Linked DNA regions of Mus musculus: region 1 is linked to region 2. A link is a contact called in public Hi-C data. All regions are on one chromosome and are shown on one strand. Each heading gives the region's core, a stretch centred on a gene start, on an enhancer-like site or on the middle of the called end of the contact. The rest is flanking DNA. Distances are from core to core; before and after follow the strand shown.

Evidence for each region. Hi-C and Micro-C count contacts between places; a contact is called where the count stands out from the background.
Region 1: a contact with region 2 is called in a Hi-C map of embryonic stem cells, with 4 times the contacts expected there. The contact joins the promoter of Pnpla5 here to the promoter of Mpped1 in region 2. A contact is called at or near these places in 4 of 39 promoter capture datasets (cranial neural crest, embryonic stem cells, liver and 1 more) and 2 of 484 Hi-C or Micro-C datasets (embryonic stem cells and nephron progenitors).

The regions. Positions count from the first base shown.
Region 1 is chr15:84,119,862-84,125,149 of GRCm38.p6, forward strand. Pnpla5 (patatin-like phospholipase domain containing 5) reads right to left here and starts at 3,314. Exons shown (of 10, transcript NM_029427.1): 1 at 3,060-3,314; 2 at 2,494-2,726; 3 at 796-861; 4 at 322-531. The coding sequence starts at 3,252.
Region 2 is chr15:83,778,431-83,783,575 of GRCm38.p6, forward strand. Mpped1 (metallophosphoesterase domain containing 1) reads left to right here and starts at 1,593. Exons shown (of 7, transcript NM_172610.3): 1 at 1,593-1,677.

The DNA of each region.
Region 1 (5,288 bases), core at 2,064-4,563, 340 kb after region 2:
ATCTGTAATGAGACCTGATGCCCTCTTCTGGTGTGTCTGAAGACAGCGACAGTGTATTTATATATATATATATATATATATATATATATATATATATATATATAATAAATCTTTTTAAAAAACAAACAAAAAAAGGAATGGAATTAACTGTCTCTGCTTATGGAGCCTGCCAGTTGAGTGTGGACCACAGCTGGACTCCAGGCCTCTCCCAGGAAGGGACAGAAGGAGGGTCAAGTTTCTGCTCCAGGCCTTGTGTGACTTGAGGCTGGGCAGTAACTGAAGTTGATGGGTCGTAGGCAAGGACCATGCAGGGTGACCTACCTCAGGCTTGGGGGGGAACACAGATTTGAGCCCCCTAAAGAAGTTCCTGGTAGAGATCTGGAAACTGGCATTGAAGGCAGTTAGCTCAAAAAGACTATGTGATATGTTCTGGGGACAGATGTCCACTGTCCCGTTGAAAGGAGAGACGGTAATGGTGGTGGGGCAATCGGAGAAGGGCAGGTTGTTGCTCAGAGCCCCGTCAATGAAGCGCTGGAAGGCAGAGAGGCATTAGCCCACACCATCTTCCCCTCACTCTCCCCGTATCAATGGAAGTCCATTCCTTCCTCTAGCCTAGCTTCTGAGCTCTCTAGCTAGAGCTTTCTAGCTCTCTAGGAAGGGGAGGCTTGACACACAGTAGGTGCTTTAACATCGGGTGGCCTCCTCATTCCTATCTCCACCTCTGGACAAGCCCTTGTCCTAGCTGCCTGGAGCCCAGAGTGGAATGCAGACAGGGGCCCCCCTGGATAAACTCACCTGGCCTCTGAATGCCGGGGGGATCACCCCACAATATAAGGGTAAATACAAGGTGCAGATCAGAGCCTGGAAGAGAAGAGCATAGCCCTCGCTCAGTGCTCACGTGCTCTCTTGTGCTCAAAAGAACGCATGAGCGCAGGCATCCTTGAAGCCACCTTCCTCTCCCTGCAGAGGGCGCCCTAGCTGCCTGGAGACTGCAAGTCTAATCTATGAACCAAGACACCAGTACCAATTCACACACACATACCCCAGGTCTGGCAAGGAGGTGCCACCAAAAACCTCTGTGTGTTTTCCCAAAGAGTGTTTTCAGAGGTGATCCAAACAAATGCACTTCTGAGGAGGAATGTCAGGCTCTCTTTCCCCACATCAGACACTATCTCCTAATAAAAGCCCTGACAAGTCTTGCTGATGTTAGGCAAAGGTGGGGCCGGGGGATGGAGGATGGGGTGGGGGAGATGCTTCGCTTACAGACTTATCCTGTGCTGGCCTTGTGCTGTAAAGGGCTGTGCACATTGTCCTGTGTTGCAACGTGCTTAGCCTCATCTCTGGTCTGCATCATCATCCCTGGTCTTATGCCAGCAACACGCACAGGCACGTGCAGAGGGTGACAGGCAAGGAGAGTTCCAGCGTGGCCAACTAGGCTGGGAGGGGCAGGGCTGGGCAAGTACTGTAGCTCCCAGGGCACACAGAGCCTTCCTGACCTGACAACCCTGAAGAGTATTGCTCCCCCTGTCCCTGGGGGAAGCAGACACAGGCCTGGCTCCGATGTTTGAGATGTGAATTTCCCACCAATGCCTGCGGTTCGTGACAGCTGAGATTCGCTGAGCACCTTGTCCAGGTGAACACACCAGGACAGCTCTGAAGTGCCTCCCTGAGCATCAGCCCACAGCAAGTGACACCCCCTCAGGTACACACTGACAACCAAACACCTATGTTCCAGTAGACAGGGGCCCTCCTGAGTCAGACTGTCCTAGAGTCGGGGACAAGGCACCAAGATGAGAATGAGTCTATCTGGACCTCAGCATCAGGAGCAGATGGGACAGATGCCATGACAGGAAGGGTGGGCAGAGCTACGCTGAGGGACTCCAGGACTCTACACAAGGAGTTGAGGCCTTCCAGTATGGAGACCCATATTCCTTCAGAACTTTGGCCCCACTTTCCTTACCCCCTAAACCTATCAAGTCAGAAAGGCTTCATTCCTTCCCTGCCTTATTCTCTTGGTTGAATTTCACATAGGCCCTTTCCCAATCCCTTCCCAGGAGGTAGGCTCAGTAGGTATAAGCCCTGAGAAGGTAAGGTGTTTCAGATGTGCCCAAGCCTGGCAAAACCCCGCAGCATACAGCAGTGCCCACACATATTAGATGCTCTCAGGAAACAGTTTGCTCTGGCAATCAGAAAACGCTTAGGAAAGAGGGGTGAGCAGGACAGGGCAGACACCTGTGGACCGAGCAGCCTTAGAGGTCCTGACTGTGAAAGCTCCTCAGTCTACCCCAGGTCTGACAGCACCTCGGGTTCCTCTCCACCTCAGCCTCTACAGAGCCTTGGACTCAGGCCAGTCTTGGATACAGTCTAGCTACTGCTCCTCCCCCTCTACACACACACACACACACACACACAAACACACACACACACACCCCTAGACTCAGTCTATTATTATGTGGACTGTGTTCCCCAAGCCCCAGGTCCCAACTGGCTCACCTGGATGAATTCATCCCGAGTGGCAAAATCGGTGACTATGAAATTCTTGCCATCAGGCCATCGGGTCATGGAGATGCCCAGCCTCTGGGAGGCTAGAATATGGCAGTTGTCAGGAAGATTTTCATACAGCTTTTTCCTGATGTGTTCAGCGGGTCCGTAGGCCGGATGGAAGATGCCCAGGCTCAGCCGCTCCACAAGTTTCACCAAGTCCAGGAGATTGGAGCAGGCAAAGTCTGCAGGGCAGTGGGAACTAAGTAAGACCTCAGTGACCTGGGACCACTGAGGGCCACCCGTACCCACCAAAAGTCCACTTCTCTCAGGGATGCCTGGGAATCAGTTCTTTAACATCTCTGCCCAGTCCTGGTAACCAAAACTCTCAAAAACAAAACAAAACAAAAACAAAACCAAAACACCTTAGGGGTAGTACCCCAAATCTAAAGCCAGGATCCCATCTTTAGAGATAGAAGTGACTGCAGGGGTCCTCAGATTCAAAGGCTGTAAAGCCCCAGGGACACATCCCTCAGCGCCCTTCGGGAGTCCTTAGACCCTGAGAACTTCCTAAGTACCTGCAGACTTGCCAAAGACAATGGCCATGGCATTGAGTGCCCCTGAGGAGGAGCCATAGAAGCGGCGGGCACCCTGGATGAGGCGAGGCGCTCGCTGTCGCAGACACTGGGTGACACCCACGTGGTAGAGGCCCATGTAGCCAGAGCCTGAGAAGGACAGGTTCCAACCTCCCTCTGCCTCCAGGAAGTCCATAATAGGGTGCTTGGGACGCGGGGCTGCAGACTCCTCAGCTGGAGCTCAAAGGAAGGAACTGTGCACTAGGGCCCCAATGTGATGGGACTAAGCCGGGATGGGGATGGAGCTCCGGGAGGCTGAGCAGAGTGGCTCCGCCCTAGGCTGTCAGCTGTGGCCCTAGCAAGTGAGGGGTTGGTGCAGCCACCCTCTCCACGTGTACACCAGGCATTACATTACAAGCCTACACGATTCCCAATTACACTCACCTAACCTCCAGGTGTCTGCATTTTGAAAGAGGGAAAGAGGCACAATCAGGAAGGACTGCACCTAATCTTCAGGCCAGAGGTCAAGGACCAGCACCGTAAGTGGGAGGTGAGAGGCCTGGGATCTAGGCTCTGCAAGGAAAGGTTGCTATAGAACAGTGCCTTCAAACACACAAGATCTCTCCTCTCTGCAGTCACGATGGGAAGTCGCCTGGCATGGACCAGGCTCTCAAATGTATATTTCTGAGCAGGTGAGATGATAGGTGCTACACAGCCAAGTCATCATGGGGAAGTCAAGCCAGACATGCCATGAGGGTCAGGGGAAATGAAGTGCACCCCAGGATGCCAAGAAGAGGAAGATAGCAGCAGTATGTGGGGTAGTGAGCAAAGAGGACTCCAGTAAAGAAGTGGGGTGAGTGGAACTCAGCGGGACACACACTGAGCATGGGAGACTCTTGCAAGTAACCAATAAGGAAAGAGAGCATCACACTGCATGCTGCCTGGTGCAAACATCCCCCCTACAGGCTCGCCTTCCAGCCACGTGGCTCATCCGATAACAGCGCAACCAACCCTGACCACCCCAGTTCTACCCCCCCCCATATCCATGGCCAAAGCAAAGTACTGGCTCCTGTAGGTTGTTCTCTGACCTCCACACATACACCGCCCACACACACTAAGATAAACACATTGCAACTTAAATGCAAACCTCACTCTGTGGTGTAAAAATAATAAATGTAACTATTAGAAAGGTCGCAGGTGAAGTGTCCTAGAGGGCGTGACTCTGGGGAGTCCCCGGTGATGGGAGGTGGAAGGAGACCTCACTGTACCCAGGGGCTGACAACAGGTGGGTGCTTTGTGGCTGAGCTAGGCTTAAGCTCCATTCAGGGGCTCCCTGCACCAGCCCCATTCCAGCAGCCAGGAGGGGGCAGCAGGCCTATGCCCGTAAGTCCTCTGCAGGGCAATGTGATGTAGCCACCTGGAAGGAGCACCTGGAAGCTGGTTTCCAGGTGAGAGTCTGAGGACCAGGTGGGTCAGGCAGTGGTGGCGCACGCCTTTAATCCCAGCACTTGGGAGACAGAGGCAGGCAGATTTCTAATTCGAGGCCAGCCTGATCTACAAAGTGAATTCCAGGACAGCCAGGGCTATACAGAGAAACCCTGTCTTGAAAAACCAAAAAGAAAAAAAGAAAAAGAAAAGAAACCAAGGATCAGGTGGGGCTGGAGGGCAGAGGTTAAGGACACACCTTTGCAACTGTACACTGTGGCTGTGGTGGTGTCACCTGCCAGCAGCCTGAAGAGGTTCCTTCCTGTTTAGGGACTCCTCGCAGATAAAGCCAAGTCCTGATTTCACCACAACAAGCATTTCAGAACCAGATAGAATGAACCGGATTAGTGAGTTTATTAAGTGTTGAGACAGAGTCGTGGAAGAAGAGGACAGTGTGCACAGAAAGCAAGGAGGGGGGCAGTTTTTTAAAGCGTTTAATTTGTGTGTGTGTGTGTGCACGCGTGTGAGTGTGTCTGTGACTATGTCTGTGTCTGTGTGTATATGTATGGGTGCGTGTACTATGGTACACATGTGCTTCTGAAAAGACCGTCTGTGGTAAGGAGTTGGTTCAATCCCCTCCACATGTGGGTCTGAAGGATGGAACTCGGGTTGCAAGGCCTGGTGGGAGGCACCTTCGCCAGCTGAACTTCAGGAAGATGAACACCTGCTTTGGAGGTAATTTGGCTATTAGTGGCTCGTGGTCCGATTCTGGAGTGAGGGGCTCTTTCCACCCCATTTCCCCCCCTG
Region 2 (5,145 bases), core at 343-2,842:
CAGTCACAAGAATGTCTTCTGTCTCTGCTCTTGTCCCCTAAAGGCCATGCCCAGCTGTGCCATTGTTCTTGGCAGGCAGCAGGGAGAGCCTGCTGATGTCCTGAGCTGCAGCCTTGTCTCTCAGGTAGGCAGGGATGTTCTCTGAAGCACAAAGTGGTGTTGTAGTCTTAGGAGGGAAGGGTCTACAGGGTGAGTTATGGGGTCCCACTGGGAGAGAGCTCTGCACCATCAGTTTCTCCTCCTTAGCCTCTTCCTAACCAGACCTACTCCCTGTCTGGGATGCTGGAATGAGTTCTCTCAAAGCACAAGCTTGGTCATAGCAAGGCCTGGCCATAACCTTCAACGGCTCCCTAACACCCTAGCAAACTCCATGGGCTTAGCCAAGCGCCCAAGAACCTTACCTCCATTTCTTTTTCTTCTAGCTCCACAGAGCCTCAGCATCCCACCCTGCCCAGGACCCTGGCCTGTACCAGCCTCTATCTAGAAGGGTTTTTTTCCCCAGCCTGGGCATGATCTTACCCCATGTAGCATCTCCACTTTCAGGAAGCCACCCCAGGTGGCTGTCCCCTCTTCCCACACGTGCCATATCTCCCTCTGCCTCTCTCACAAGACTGGGTTCTCCTTCAGAGCAACCCAAGCCCCAAGTGCCAACTGAGGTGCCCTTGCGGGTCTGACCCTAATCATCTGAGAGAGATGGTAGGCTCTGTGATAAGCAAGTAGAACCCACAAATACTGGTTAAGGGATGTTGGGTGGACTTCCCTCCTAAGTTCCATTGTGGGGAGAGGCCCAGGACAGAGCTAGGCCCTGTGGACTCCTTTTTATCCTGGTCAGGGGTCGGGGGTCTTTGGCCTCTCAAACTTTGCACTGGAGAGACCTCTATGTCTCATTCTCTCTGCCTCCCGGGACAGGGCCTCCTGGAAACCTAGCACTAGGTCCTCTGCCTTCCAGACTGGCTTACCTGCCCGTACTGGGTTTCTAGGTGAGGCCACTGTGGGCCACCCAGGAGACCAGGCTGGGAGACCGGGAGTCAGAAGGGGCTCAACAAGAGGACCCTGGCCTGATCCAGTTGAGGGAGGGGGAGGTGTCCGCATCTCTCTATGGACAGAGACCCCGGTGGCCCCAGGTTGGGGTCCTAACCGCGGAGCGGGTGCCCGGGCACCGAGAAGGAGCCACGCATGCCCCTGCACGCGGTGCCTAGCGCGGCGCGCGGCTCCGGAGGTGAGGGCGCCCCGCCCCGCTCCCCTCTCCAGGCGCTCGGCGGCCGGGGCTAGGGGCTGCGTGGAGAGGGCGCGGGGCGGCCCCTGAGCGGCGGGATGCGGGCTCCCGGCCCGGGAGGGCGCCGAGGCCCCAGGCGCGGCCGGGGCGGCCGGGACCCGGGCGGGAGGGCGCGCGGGGCCGGGGCCCGAGGCCGCGATCGCGCTCCTGCGGGGCCCGGGCGCGCGGGCGGAGCGGCGCGGCGGCGCGCGGGGCCGGGGCGGCGCGGAGCCGGGCGGGGGAGGGGGAGGGGGCGCGGGGAGCCCCCCGCCCCGCGAAGGAGGAGTCTGGCTCCCACTCGCAGCCTCGGCCGCGCGGCGCAGAGGCCCCCGCCCCTGCGCGCCGCCCTCGCGGGAGCCGGGCCCCCGCCGCCCTCCGCGCGCGCTGCTGCTCGCGGCCGCCGAAGAGGAGCCCGGGGCCAGGTAGGACCCGGCCGGGCCGGGAGTGCGAGCGGGGCTGGGCGCGGGCGGCGGGCCGGAGGGGGCGCGGCTGGGACCCTGTCCCCGCACCCGGGGGGCCCCGCGGCGCCCGTAAAGTTACTTTGGCCGCCTCTGCCTTGCCCCGGGCGCGCGGCCCCGGGTCGGCTACCGCCGCTGCGCAGCCAGCGGGGCCGGGGCTGGCGGGAGGGGGCTCGGCCGGGGCCGCGCGGTCAGCGAAACTTTTCCCAGGCTGGTCGACTGCCGCTGACTGCTGTTGGAGTAGCCGGTGGGAGGAGAGGGCTGGTGGGGTGCAAGTGATGATGGGGGTGGTAACAATAGCCACCTCCTGTTGTGGAGAGCCTACTGTGTGCTGCCAGCCTCTGCTGACACTTGGAGGTGAGGGGTGAGAAGGGGACGGATGCTGGTCAAGTGGCTACTTTTGCTGGGTATTGCCGGGAACTTCACTAACACCCATGTGTCGTCCATTCATCCACCCATCTATCAATCCATCATCCTTCCTTCACTCATTCAACACACTTACTGCTCTCTGCTGTGCCCCCTCAGAGGCTTCAGTGACTAATCAGACAGCACCCAGTCCTTCAGGACAGTATTTCATGGAGTGCCCAAGCCGAAAGGTGCCTCTGTGTGTTTATTTTGGGACATGCTACGGGAGAGAGAATTCAAACACAGCCTTCCTGGGTTTAGGCAGGGGCAGAGGAGTGATGTTATGTGAAAGAGACTAGGAGGCCAGTCTTAGGGGTTGGAGACTCCATCCTCTCTTGACCCTCTGGGCCCAGGCTCAGTGGTTCATTGAGGTCAGGACACAGAGCACATTGGACCTGGATGTCCAGCTAGTCTGGCAGGATTGTCTCCTCCTCACTACTGGACTGTCCCCTCTCCTTCAGCATCCTTTCAGAATTGCAGCCCTCCCCCCCCCCACTTCTTCCCCTGAATGGCTGGGAGGAGAACGAACTGTTAACAATTATAAAATTAAACCCGGCGAACAAAAGTGAGGCACCATTGAATGGTTGGGCTCCTTGCCGGTTTATGAATGGTTGTGGCAGACTTGCTAGCAGGGATCAGCTACATTAGGGGGGTGTTGGGGGTGGGGATCAGTCACTAACCATATTAACACCCCAACTAGCCTTGGCCAAAGGAAAATTAAAACAACTTCAGTAGTATTTGGCACATGACTAAAAATGCCTTGGGGGGAGTCTGGACAGGCTTTGGGGTGACTGCTCCATCTCAGCTAGAAGCCAAGGCATTAGGAGACCATCTGGGTAGGGTACCCAGGCAGAGGAGAACACCAGGCTTTGGAGCTGGTGGTCACAGGGAGGCGTCTGGAATGAGTCGAGGCGCAGTCTGCAGGGGACTGCTCTGTGGGAGCATGCATACTAATCTGCGCACCACCCGTCTCCCTGCAAATTGGCTTTCCGAGTGGCAGCCCCTCAACACTTATAAAATCCCCTTTTGCTCAAGATGGATTTCAGTGAAATGGTTGTGTCTCTTCCAATTTCTCTGAGAGTTGGAACAGTGTTAATTGGCTCACGGCCGCTCAAAAGACGACGTTTTAGTCTTGAACATCTATGATCGGTGTGTTTGGAAATGGTTCCGAGTAGGGATGCCTTCTGATTCTGCTCCTCAGCCCAAGGAATTTGGGAAGATCTGGAGAGTGAATTAGATTCCTTCACGTTGATGAGGGTCGGCTCCGAGTGAGGTGTGTGCGTGACGCAGCTGAGGTGTGAGCCCTGTGTGGTGTGGTGTTTACGGATGCTCACTCTCACCCAGACTGATGCCTCAAATTTAGGCACCACTGGACCAGGTCTAGGCTTATGCAGGAGACGGCAAATGAGAGCATTTCTCCAAGGGCCCAGTTTGTATCAGGGAGGAGCCCCCCCCCCCCCCCCGCTAGATCCATGGAGCCCGCACTCAAGTAGAGCAGTTTTATAAAAATATTTGGTACACCCATGGGGCTGCTAAATACTTTATCCATCCAAAGTGTGTCCATTTATTCCCTCTTGAACTTGCTACCGTCCACCCAGGCAGTAGCAGCTGGTTTGTCTGTTCATCGAATACAGGACACATCTTCCTCCACTGTCTGAACAACTAAGGATGGAAGATGGATTTCACTGAAGGAGCACATGGAGAATGGGGTATGGTGGGGGTGGGTGGGATTAGCAGGTCCTGGACCTATGGAAAAGAGGAAGCTATTGCCAAAAGGTAGTCGGCCGCGTTTAATCTCTCTGAATGCCTTCGCTCTTCCAACCTCAGGCCTGTGAGTGATCACGAATAGTGGGGTAGAGGAAATGAATGGGCCAGGCAAGACTTCCAACAAGTAAATATGACACACAGAAAAACATGCAATTAGCGGAGGTTAGTGAATGCCTTTCAAGTCCCCAGTGCAGCAGTTAAGGGTGGAGTTTTCTCCCTCATCCCGGAACTGTCTGTCAAAATCCTTGAAGTGATAACGTGACACGTCTCTCCCACTAACCCTCCCTCACCAGAACAAAAAAAAGGGTCTTTGCATGTGGCCTCCCTACAGTATGTTCCTGTTCCTGAAATTCTTTCCATTCAACCTTTGTCTGCACCTCAGAATTGAAGGGGCCTGTAGCCCTGGCTTCTCTGGGGCTCAGGCCCAGAAATAGGTTCTTAGGCACGTCCTGATCCACAGAACAAAGTTGCTGGCCCCTCAAGGTGAGAGGCAGGCTTGCTCACAGGGTCTTCTTTTGACCACAATGCTTGCACCCTCTGTGGCTAGATACATCTCACACTCAGGGTCCAGGGAGAAAGGCAGGCAAAGATGGTACTTTCTGAAGCAAGGTCCATTTAGCATTGGCTAGACCAAACATGGGGTGGGCCATCCCCTGCATCCCGATGCCTGCTGTGTGACTACCCTCACATCACCACATCTCCTGCTAGCATCGTACAGAGACTGCCACTGATATTGTTCAGGTTGTGTCTGAAGAGGAGATTAAGAAGTGAGAAGCCGAAGCAACTCCTAGGGGAAGAGAGAAAAAGAAACAACCAGAAAGCGAGCCCCTCTTCGGAGGTGGCACCAGGCAGAAGCAATTTCCAGAGTCATTCAGCTCACTGTAGCAGTCTTGGTGACCTGGCTGGCCAGTATGTCCCTGGCACAAATGGTTTCCTTTACTTCAATTTTTTTTTCCTCTAATGAAAGAAGGCTTAATTATGCTCTGTTTCTATTTTTTCAACACTTATGGGGCAACCCCAATTTCATTAAAACAAAACCGAGAACAAACCCGAAAATCAACTGACAAACAAAAAAGACAGACAAACAAACAAACAAACAAACAAAAAAACCCTTAACAAATCAAGATTATATGTTTGCTTGGAACTCAAATAGTGACTGGAGGTTAGAGGTCTTCTTTGTGGGTTTCTCTTCCATGAACTTGGCCAGTAAAATGTCAGAACCTGGTCATTCAACGTATGTGGAAGCTTGCTCACTCTTGT